2 separate regions of the Mus musculus genome follow, and region 1 is linked to region 2. A link is a contact called in public promoter capture Hi-C data. All regions are on one chromosome and are shown on one strand. Each heading gives the region's core, a stretch centred on a gene start, on an enhancer-like site or on the middle of the called end of the contact. The rest is flanking DNA. Distances are from core to core; before and after follow the strand shown.

Region 1 (5,470 bases), core at 603-3,102, 400 kb after region 2:
TTCTGCAGACACCATATTGCAAGGAAGACAGAAGAGCTAAGGGACTCAGAGACATCAGCCCTGGCGATACTGAGCTAATGAGCCAATCAGAAAACTATTAAAACCTCCAGACCTTTGATGATATGAGAAAAACCAACTCTAATTTATTTAAGACATTCTCAAGTTCTTTTATTGCTTATAGCAAAATAGTTTCCAGCCAGTGTACCACCTCCGCTGACAGACATAAGGAGGAGTGGGCTACCATCAATGGACCAGCATCCGGAGGAAGCCAGACATATAGAGTTAAGAAAGCTATGTGAAGGCATTTTGGACTTTTATTATAGCTTCTGAGGTCTCATCAACTCTGGCTAAGCCTCAGAGAATTTCAAAGCAAAGCATATTTGTAGCTAACTGACATAAATTTCGGGTATAAAACTGACATGAAAAATGCATTATCCTTAAAAATTGGTAGAGCACTTAATGACTACAAAGCACTTCCTGGTCTTCAGCCCCGTAATTGGAGTAGGTGATTTACACTCTCGTTTTCACTCAGTGTCAACCAACCACAATGTACAAAATGAAGACATTTGTCTCATCCAAGAAATTATACCCTTAGAAAACAAAGCCCAGACAACGCATCAGGGATTCGGAAAGAGTGAAGGAATGTCAAGTGCTCCTCCAAAAGGCAAGCTGAGAAAAAGCTCAAAACCAGTGAACTCCTCCCTCCTCCGATGCAAGGACCCATTCCAGCTTCATACTGGAATATAGAAACTGAGAAAGAAGACCTCACAGCCCCGCCCCCTCTGCCCCCTCCCACTCGTGAGCTCACCAAGCTGGGTTTGTTTGGGGGTTTATTTATCTCATGTACAGAGCACGTGGGCTCTCAAGATTGTTCCTTTTATCTTAAAATGAAGTTCATAAAAGTGAATTATCTCGGCCGCAGCCATCGTCCAGTAACTCGCCAAAATGACGAACACAAAGGGAAAGAGGAGAGGCACCCAATATATGTTCTCTAGGTCTTTTAGGAAACATGGCGTTGTTCCTTTGGCCACATACATGCGAATCTACAAGAAGGGTGATATTGTAGACATCAAGGGAATAGGCACTGTTCAAAAAGGAATGCCCCATAACTGCTACCACGGCAAAACTGGAAGAGTCTACAATGTCACCCAGCATGCCGTGGGCATCATTGTAAACAAGCAGGTTAAGGGCAAAATTCTGGCCAAGAGGATCAATGTGCGGACTGAGTACATCAAGCACTCAAAGAGCAGAGACAGCTTCCTGAAGCGGGTGAAGGAGAATGATCAGAAGAAAAAGGAAGCCAAAGAGAAGGGCACCTGGGTGCAGCTGAAGCGCCAGCCTGCTCCATACAGAGAAGCACACTTTGTGAGGACTAATGGAAAAGAACCTGAGCTGTTGGAGCCCATTGCATGTGAATTCATGGCCTAAAGTACAAAAGAAATTAAGTACCAGTACCAAGAAAAAAAAAAATAAGTTAATTATCTCATCTCTCAGAGATGAGATGTACAAGATCTGTGCATAGACTTGGACTCTGAGATCCAGTTACATTCTGGAGTTCAATACAACTCCCAATACTTGGCAGTATTTGGAAAGCTTGGAGCTTAACAAGCAGAACGGGAACTGCGGGACTGTTCCTAGAAACACTTCCACTCCCCATCAGATGATTCACCTGTGGATCTCCGCGGAGGTTTCAGTGTGTGCTCAGACCTCACACCACAGGACTCTCCTGGAGGGGAGTTTCCAATATTGACTTAGGAAAGGTCAGCTCTTGCTTAGTGCCAGAACCATGGTGGGTTGCAGCCAGAGCCTCTGGACTCCATTCCTGCATCCCACCCTTCCCAGTATGCAGGACTGAAGACTTAGCATTGGGGGGGGGGGGCTGCTCCTCAGATCTCCAACAGAACCAACTGCCCACTAGTGTACCACATCTCCTCAGAGGTGGTCCAGTAAGATGGAACTCCTAGACGGGCTGCAAGCTTCAAGTGGCCCTTGGAAGTCCGTGGGTTTTGAGCATTTAACTCTTCTCCTAATCTTTAACACGTGACCTCTAAATCCTAGGTCTGGAGCCCTGAAAATTCTAATGAAACGCAATGACTAGTGTAAGACAGTATTGTTTTTCATTTGCTTGCTTGTGAGTTGGTTCTGTGTTTTTGTTGTTTTTGAGTGAATAGGAAAACACGATTACACTTTTTTTTTTTCCTGAAGCTTCCACTTTCCTCAAATTTTCCATTTGGCGGCTATGTATTAAGCCTATTCTTTGTGACCCCAGCTAGTCATTATCATTATGAACGAGAAAATAGAGCAGATGTCTATTTGGATAATGGTGCTGACTTAGTAATCTAGGGAACACTCTTATGGAGGAAAGAGCTCCAGTGAACACCATGTGTGTGATCGGGGCAGAAGTGCAGTTCACCGGAGACATCGTACCAGCTCCATCAGAAGTAATGAGATGTGCACGTGCCTGTGTCTATGTGCTCAGCTGCACATTTGCAATGTGTCGATTCAGAAAAAAAATGAGATTTCTGATTTGCAATGTGTTTGGTTTTCCTGTTTTCCCAGCAATGAATAAAAACCTGTCTTGTAAGGTCAAAACAGCTTACATACAATACCTTCACATGCCGTATAGGATCCTAGCAAAATCTGCATGCACGCTCAGGAATCACTCTCTCTAGAACCAGCATCCTGTTGCAATCCCTAAATGGGTCCTTGAGCGCTAACCAAAACAGTGTTAGCACTTCAAAGTTCACAGATGCGTAAATTAGACAGGAAGGTGAAGGATCAAGGAAGCAGGTTTCTTCATTTCTAACTGCTGCCATCTGGTGTGAATCTAACTCCCGGGGAGAAGCAGACTGGCAGGTGACAGCTTAGAGCATGGCCGGTCCTTTAGGAATGCCACCCAATCCTTTTCCTTGTAATTGGTACCTGCGTTTACATAGATTTACATAAATTATGTATCCGTTCAGATCCTCTTAGTGCCCATTTAGCATTAAAATAATTTGATATTTTTAAGATACCAAGTCTCTTATTTCCTTTCTCTTTTTTCATCTTGCTGTGTTACTCTGTCACTGTGGGCCCCACAGTGGTATCTGTCAATGGAGAAGTCATTCATTTATTGTGTCATGTAAATTGAGGGAATCTGCAATCTTGGCCTGTCCTTTTCACTGTCAATCCAGAGCCAACTTCTGTAAACTTTCTAGGGCTGGATGTGGGAAACAATGAAGATAACACTGCCTTCCTGCTGGTCCCAGAGGAGGCAAAACCTCCTAGCAGATAAACATGGCATGCCTGATTCCCACAGCACAACAGAAGTAGGCAAGCTTGGGGTCACTGGTGTAGTCCCTTCTATTGTGATGATGGTGCTCTCTGCACATTCAACTGTATATCCATCCTGTCCTTTTCAGAAAGGACTCAGGGCATGTCCTCTTCTCTGCTTCCTGGAAGTTCTCACTGACAGTGCTTTGTCGGGCGCTCGTTGCTCTGGTCGTCCGTGACACTCTCTTCTCTGCTATCCAAAGGCACTTAGGAACACTCACATGCCCTCAAGCCCAGCCCCCACACTGACATGAAGCTGTCCTATATACTACAATGGATTTCTTTCTTCCTTGTATTCCAGTGATGAGACCGCTAGAGGATCTTGGGCTTGAAACTTACACAGCCCTGCAGCTCTGCACTGGCGTGTGTATTAGTAGTCCTTGGAGAAGTTGGGCCCTACCCTCCCAGGGAGCTAAATTAACCATAGTGGAACAGATCTCAGCAGTGCAAGCCTTGGTATTCAAAGCATGAGCCAGAGTTGAGAATGCTATAAAACTCACTGGATTTACCAGTAAAGGAAATCTTCACTTGGGAGGGTGTAAACTCACAGAAAGATAAGCTTGGGGTCTCCCCCACTTTCAATGCACACACCATTTTCTTTTCCTGTAGAAGTGATTATTAAATATTTTTAAGAAATAAAATTTTTTTTAAAAAAGAAAGAAATAGAAGAAAACCAAGAGGTTCACCCAGGGTTGAAATTTAGGAGACATATTTGTCTTCCGGGTAATCCTGTCGGGAGTTTAATAGAAAATGAAATCTTTCTTGAGTACAAGCTCTTACTCTCCCCAGCTTTACGGTGACTCTGAGACTCGTGGTCTCCTGTAACCTGTAACATAAGAACAGTAACATAGACCCTACTCGGCAGCCTTCTCGGTGGCTCCAGCGGGACCTGGCTTCTCAGTTCAGGTCCTAGAAGTCAAGAGTTGGTTTGTTAGAATTTTAAGTGGAAGCTCCTTAGTCTAAATCTTCTAACTAATCCAAGGGTTAGTCTTCCCCAGGCTCCAGAGAGTTCCTCAGACACTTCCCCAGGAGTGTTAGATGACCCTTATTCTAAAAGCCAACAGGGATCTGCGTTAGCTAAGCAGCTCTTTGGCCTCTCTTGAAGTGCCTTTTAGAACCCTTAGTTTCCTTTTCACTAAGCGAGCACTAAGCCTTAACCTGAGACCTTTGAATATTAACAAAGAACAAGAACCCAGGAACGATCATATTCCCATGACTAAACCAGAAACTATAGCAAAACCAGTCACAATGTCGATGCTCAGCCAAAAAGGTGCATTTCAATCTCATATAGCTAAGGAGTCTTGGTTAAATCATGCTCAACAACTCCGTGCCATGCAAAGACAGATTATTTGTGATCTATACTATACTATGTGGCTCCCCTTACATTATACTTATTGCGCATGAGCTTCTAGGCTTTCCAATGGATTACTTTAATGAGCTGGGCAATACTGTGTACACATTGCTCCATCTCATCCTCACAGGAACCTCAGAAGGTAAGTGTCACCACAGGTGAAAATTATTTCCCAGGTGATTCAGATAGCATCGGCCCTAGGGGATGGGTGAGGGGCAGGGAAGGGGCTCAATCAGTAAAGTGCTGTCTATACAAGCTCGCAGACTTGAGTTTCTACCTCTAGCATCCACGCACAACATCAGCATACACTCTGAATGCAAGCACTGAGAAGGCAGAGACAGGAAGTTCTCTGGAACTGGGAGGCCAGCCAGACTATCTGAATCAATGAGTTCCAGAATCGGTGACAGGCTCTGCCTCAAAAAGTATCATGGAAGCAGGGCCGTGGTGGTGCACACCTTTGATACCAGTGTTCCAGAGGTGCACTGGTCATCAACAACTGGTATCTATATGTATAGTCTCACACACACACACACACACACACACACACACACACGCACACGCACACGCACACGCACGCGCACGCACACACACACACACCCCACCAGGACTTGAACTCCTGTTGGTCCAGATGGAAAGGATGGACTTTCCAGGATGTATGTGACTTCCGTCTCTGCTGAAAGAACAAAAGGAGCGCGTGTTGCTCAAATGCTCACCTTCCCTGCTCCAGACTGATCTGGGTAGCCTCACGTTTGAGAAGACAGGCTGAATCGGTGCCTATAAGGATCCACTCTCAAAGCAGGTTTTTCA
Region 2 (5,153 bases), core at 234-2,733:
CAAACAAAAATCTAAATGCAACACTGAATTAGCAGAGTTAAATTCTATGGCGAGGTCAAGGGAAGGGGCTATGGAGACCATCCCAATTGTGAATTCCTTTTTTCCTCAACAGTCTCTTTGGGAAATAATTTAAATCACAGAAGTTATAAAAACTACAGCAGCACTCACCATGCACTTTTCTTTTTTCTTTTGGTTTTTGAAGACAGGGTTTCTCTGTGTGTTATAACAGCCCTGTCTGTCCTGGAACTCGCTTTGTAGACCAGGCTGGCCTGGAACTCACAGAGATCCCACCCCATGCACCCTTAACTATGTGTTATTTGGAAATAGTGGTCACACACGCCCCTATTCACAGCTAAGCTACAGATTGTTCTGATAACAGGTCTCCCAGTCATTGTCACTGAAAATATATCTATCTGTGCTTAAAGCCAAAATCTAGGGCTTGACTCACGCCACACAGAGCACTCCACCACTACACTACATCCACTGCACCCCTTTAAAAAACTTTTATTTACTTTGAGATGAGCCTCACTGAATTGCACAGGCTAACTTTGAACTCACAGTAGCCCAGGATGGCCTTCTTGCTCCAGCCTCCCAAGTACCTGGGATTACACATCTGTGCTACCAAGCCCAGCTAACGAAACAAAAATCATAGGTTTACAGTAACTTTGGTACCATATTATGGTTTTGTATGAAACCTTCTTAAAAACCAGTAAATATCCATGAGTAGTAGTAGCTCATGCCTGTAACTCCAGCACTCACAAGTCAAGGCGAAGTATCTTAGATAAGCTTGGGCTACAGAGCCAGCTTCTGAGTCAGTCTGGGCTATGACGCTCTCTCAAACCATCATAAATAAAGACTGACCAGCAAAAACACCAGAACATAGCTGAACCAGGTGACAATCTCTCAGAGAAATAAATATGTTTTTAGAGGGAGAAATGTTTACCACACAGTCTATCACTGTCCTCTTTCCCTTTTTATTGAGATAAGATCTTGTTGTGTAGCTCTGGCTAGTCTGGAACTCACTCTGTAGACCAAGCTGACCTCCAATCCAGAAATCCACCTGCCTCCAAGCGCTGGGATCAAAGGCGTGCGTGCGTGTGTGTGCGTACGCGTGCGTGTGTGTGTGTGTGCGCGTGTGTGCGCGCGTGCCTGCGTGCATGAGCGCGCACAGCTGCGCCTGGCTCCACCACTGCTCTTTGTGTCTAACATGAAGCTTTTTCACAGTCTACACCAAACCTATACAAAGTCCACACCAAGGGATTTCTTTGCGGATTAAAAAAACAAAATTACCTGTGGCTTGCTGGCCAATCAGTGGCGGGCTCTCCTCTCTGCCATTAACAGCAATGATGCTGACAACGTACTCGGTGCCCGGATTAAGGTTGGTGAGGGTGATGGAATTCCGCGAGGGCGGCACTCGATCCTGCCTGGGTCTTCCGACAGAATGCTCGGCGTGATGGCGGATGATGTAGCCGGTGATGGGGGCCCGAGGAGCCACCCAGTGGACAGTGAATGAGTTGGCGGTGATATCAGAAGAATCAAAACCAGTTGGGGAATCGAGACCTGTTTTTCCCACCCAAGGAGGGGAGCAAAAGACAACAACCACGAGCTTAGACATCGAGGATGGAGGATGTGGGGAACGCAACTGACACTGTTATACGGGACTGATAGCTGACCGCAATCAGCTTACACAAGCATTTCTTTCTTTTTTTCCTTTTAAAAGTAATTGAAACAATATGTAAAATTATAGCCGATTTCTACATTATACCGAAACACTGATACTTCTGAGGGCTTCAGCGTTGTTCTGGGTAGCTTTATATCATAAACTTGACCAAGCTAAAGTTATCTAAGAGGAAGGAGTCGTTAATTAAGAAAATGCCTCTGTAAGATCTAGGCAAGCTTGTAGGGCTTTCTCTTTATCAGTGATTGACAGGGCAGGGCCCTGCCCACTGTGGGCGGGACAGTGCCTTCTCTGGGCTCATGGTCCTGGATTCTATAAGAAACCAGGCTGAGCAGGTCATGGTAGAAGCCAGTCAGTAAGCAGCACTCCTCCATGGCCCCGGGTATCAGCTCCTGCCTCCAAGTTCCTGCCCTGCTTGAGTTCCTGTCCTGGTTTCCCTGCAGTGATGGACTACAGTGTGGAAGTGTAAGTCGAATAAACCCTTCCCTCCCCAGTTTGCTATTGATCATGGTGTTTCCTCACAAATATCACAACAACCTTAACTAAGACAAGAAACCAGTGAAATTCACAAGGAAACCAGGGAACTCTATTGTTATGTTAAACAAAGTAACATTATTATGTTAAACAAAGCAATCCAGTCTCAGAAAGACAAGTGGAGTTTTCTGGTACCTGGATCCTAGCTTTAATTTTTCATATGTGTGTATAGAGCATCTACATGTATGTGCAGAGCAAAGGTCCTGAAACTAGAAAAAGGAATGTGGGGAGAAGAGAAGGTGCTTTAAGGCGGAGAGGGTAGAAAGTGAAAAGGGTCATAGGATAGAGGTGACAAGATGACGAGAGTGAAAACGGGGCTGTACATTACTACAGGGAGAAAGGGGACCAGGAAGGATGACAGGGGGCAAGGAGAGGAACGGAAGAGGAACATCAACAGAGCATGTGAAAATACCATGGCAAAACCACTACTCTACAATAACTAAAATTAATTATTAATTAGTTGTAATTAATTATTGTCATCATAAATTAATTAATAAATTAAAAGTAATGTATCAATGCCACAAAAGGTGGAGATGCAACTATAGACTCAACCTATCATTTTGTTGCTTAACGTTGGTAGCTAACGTGGCTCACCTGTTTTCTGCCTTCCCCGGAGAGGGATGCTCTCATGTTGTTCGTAGACACTGGAGACACTGACTAAGTATTCTGTCCCAGGCAGGAGATCTGAAGAGGCAAAGTGGGATTTGCTTTAAACTTGATTGAGACTTTGAGAAAGCATAACGCTCCCCGGGACTCCGTCATCTGATAAAACATCCAAGCGTTCAGTCCCATAGCCTACCTGTGGCTAAGTGAGTATGTCTGTCTGGACATAATCTGTAAATAAGGGCCGCTCTGTCCTGTCTGTAAGCCCCAGCTCCACAGGTATAAATGGAACTCAGTCAAGTGTAAACACGGGATGTTACTATCTCTCCCGTCCATTTGAAAGGGCATCTGTGAGGGCCACTGATGTAACTTTTGTGGGAGTCTACATTACCATCTACCCATCACAACAACCACATGAGGTGGTCAGCAGCTTCCATGCTATGCAATGTCAAGATGTACAGTTGGACAAAATTTGACATGTGTCCTTGTTGGGGCCATGAATGTATTCAAGACAATGAACATACCTAGTGCCCCTGGACTCACTCCACTGCCCTCAAACTGCTTAATTTTTAAAATAGGGTAATAATGACTTCTCTAAGGGGGAGTTTCTTCTAGCATTAGGACTCTTTAAGATACATAATTAACATGTGACACGGTTTGGCTAAACCGGTGCCAACAGGTGGCGATGGGTCTAGTATATTGGACAATGTGGTTCCTACTGACTGGACAGACATTTCCACACTCGGGTTAAGTATCTGGGTCCTCTGGTCTTTAGCCACCAAGTGAGAGCTGCTGCTGCTGCCTCTTTGTAGTTAGCTTTCTGAGCCGTATCTGAAGAGCAGAGGATGTTTTCTGACCCTATTTGGAAATGGGCCTGAATGTAACTACTTTCCTCTCCTGTAGAACCCCTGTACTTATACAATTTCCTACAATGTTGCAAGCTCTTGTTCTCTTTAATTCAAAGTATCCTCTTCCAGTAGGACTCGGGAAGAAACAATTTCTATAACTTGTCTAATACATGTCAGTTGCTTTCTAAACTCTCCCAGCTTCAGGGAAATGGTGCAAACACGTGCTTTCTGAAATATGAACTAAACGTCTGCCTGTCTCCACGCAAAAGCCATTCTAAGTTTTCTAGTGCTAAATAGATCCCCTGGTGGTGGTAGATCTCACACAAGAAAGGACAATAAACCAGATGCGCTGATCTCCATGTTTCTCACTCTTGCCTTAGTTACAGAATTCACTTGGGAGTCACGTATCTTTTGTGCACTGATTAGAGAATGTCTGACACCTTGGTGCTTCACAGACCGTGCCTTCGACTACGATTTGTAGCGATCAAAGGTCTGCCACTCCGGCAGAATCATTACATCTTTCACAGTTTACAGAGCCGCCTACTGAACTTGGAGAGCGTGTCTCTCGGTCACAGTTCTCCTTTCTCTTAGGTGGTCCTCCAGGAAAACTCAGGATCCATGCCTTGTGCTCCAGATCTACGGATCTGCGTATCTACGGGACAAGCTATGTTTGAGGGCTTACTTGTTAGGACCACGGCATTGTCTGAAGGTGAAATGGATAGCTCTGCAACGTCCTCTTCATTCTTCACGGGTGAGTAGCGCACCAAGAGGTTGGTCAGCTCGATGGACGGAGGCGGGGCCCAAGTGACCCGCATCGTGTCTGGACCGATATTGGTGAATCGCAGATCCGTGGGAGGAGGGACAGCTGATATCAAATAAGGAGGATTGAGTTAATGCGATTTTAAAGTCAAAGCTAAAAAAAAAAAATAGCTGAAAAGGTAAAAACCAGTATTTCATGCAGAAAAGAAACAGTTACAACCATGCAAACAGTCTAATCTAATCTAATCTAAATCATGACACGCTACTGTTAAAAAAATAAACAAAACACTATAGAGAACACTGTTAGGCCCCTTTAACCTTTCTGCCATGATCAATGCATTTTAAAAGAATTTTAGTCTACTTTTCAAATAGGTAGGCTTTTTTTTTGGTGGCTGCTATTGCCGTTTTAGTACATCGATACCACGGAAGATGTTTCTCCCAGGCTGAAGAGGCTTAAGTTGCCACACAGCAAAGACACATAGCAGTACTTTCCGAAGAAACACATGCACGAAGACAAAAAAGACAAGGGGTCCTCAGTTTCCCCGGAGTGAGATATCTACACACTACTGCATTGCCATAATTCCATTCAGTGAACTCTACTTACAAGTGAGGGATTCATGCACAGTGGTTCTCAGCAATGTTTCTTACCATGCAGGGCAGAGAACCTTTAAGATGTTGCATGCTCGTCTCTAGACTGTGGTTAAAGAGGAGTTTCTTTACCCTGTAGAGCA

What was found. Promoter capture Hi-C pulls out the DNA fragments that hold promoters and counts their contacts.
Region 1: a contact with region 2 is called in a promoter capture Hi-C map of embryonic stem cells, with 3 times the contacts expected there. The contact joins the promoter of 4933417E11Rik here to the enhancer-like site in region 2. A contact is called at or near these places in 8 of 39 promoter capture datasets (the 3T3-L1 cell line, 3T3-L1-derived adipocytes, cranial neural crest and 4 more), 2 of 484 Hi-C or Micro-C datasets (the G1E-ER4 cell line and nephron progenitors) and 1 of 9 other capture datasets (pancreatic islet).

Annotation. Positions count from the first base shown.
Region 1 is chr1:72,003,343-72,008,812 of GRCm38.p6, forward strand. It overlaps 4933417E11Rik (RIKEN cDNA 4933417E11 gene), which reads right to left and starts at 1,853. Exons shown (of 3, transcript NR_040454.1): 1 at 1,670-1,853. It also overlaps the pseudogene Gm5528.
Region 2 is chr1:71,608,123-71,613,275 of GRCm38.p6, forward strand. It overlaps Fn1 (fibronectin 1), which reads right to left. Exons shown (of 46, transcript NM_010233.2): 26 at 4,346-4,528; 27 at 2,807-2,896; 28 at 1,291-1,560. Among named protein-coding and RNA genes, the nearest start is that of Fn1, 43 kb to the right of the region's middle. Within about 2 kb of position 1,484, at least 4 of the 459 cell types and tissues checked have an H3K27ac peak or open chromatin away from gene starts, as enhancers often do. A contact at or near this core is called in embryonic stem cells, where this site is marked.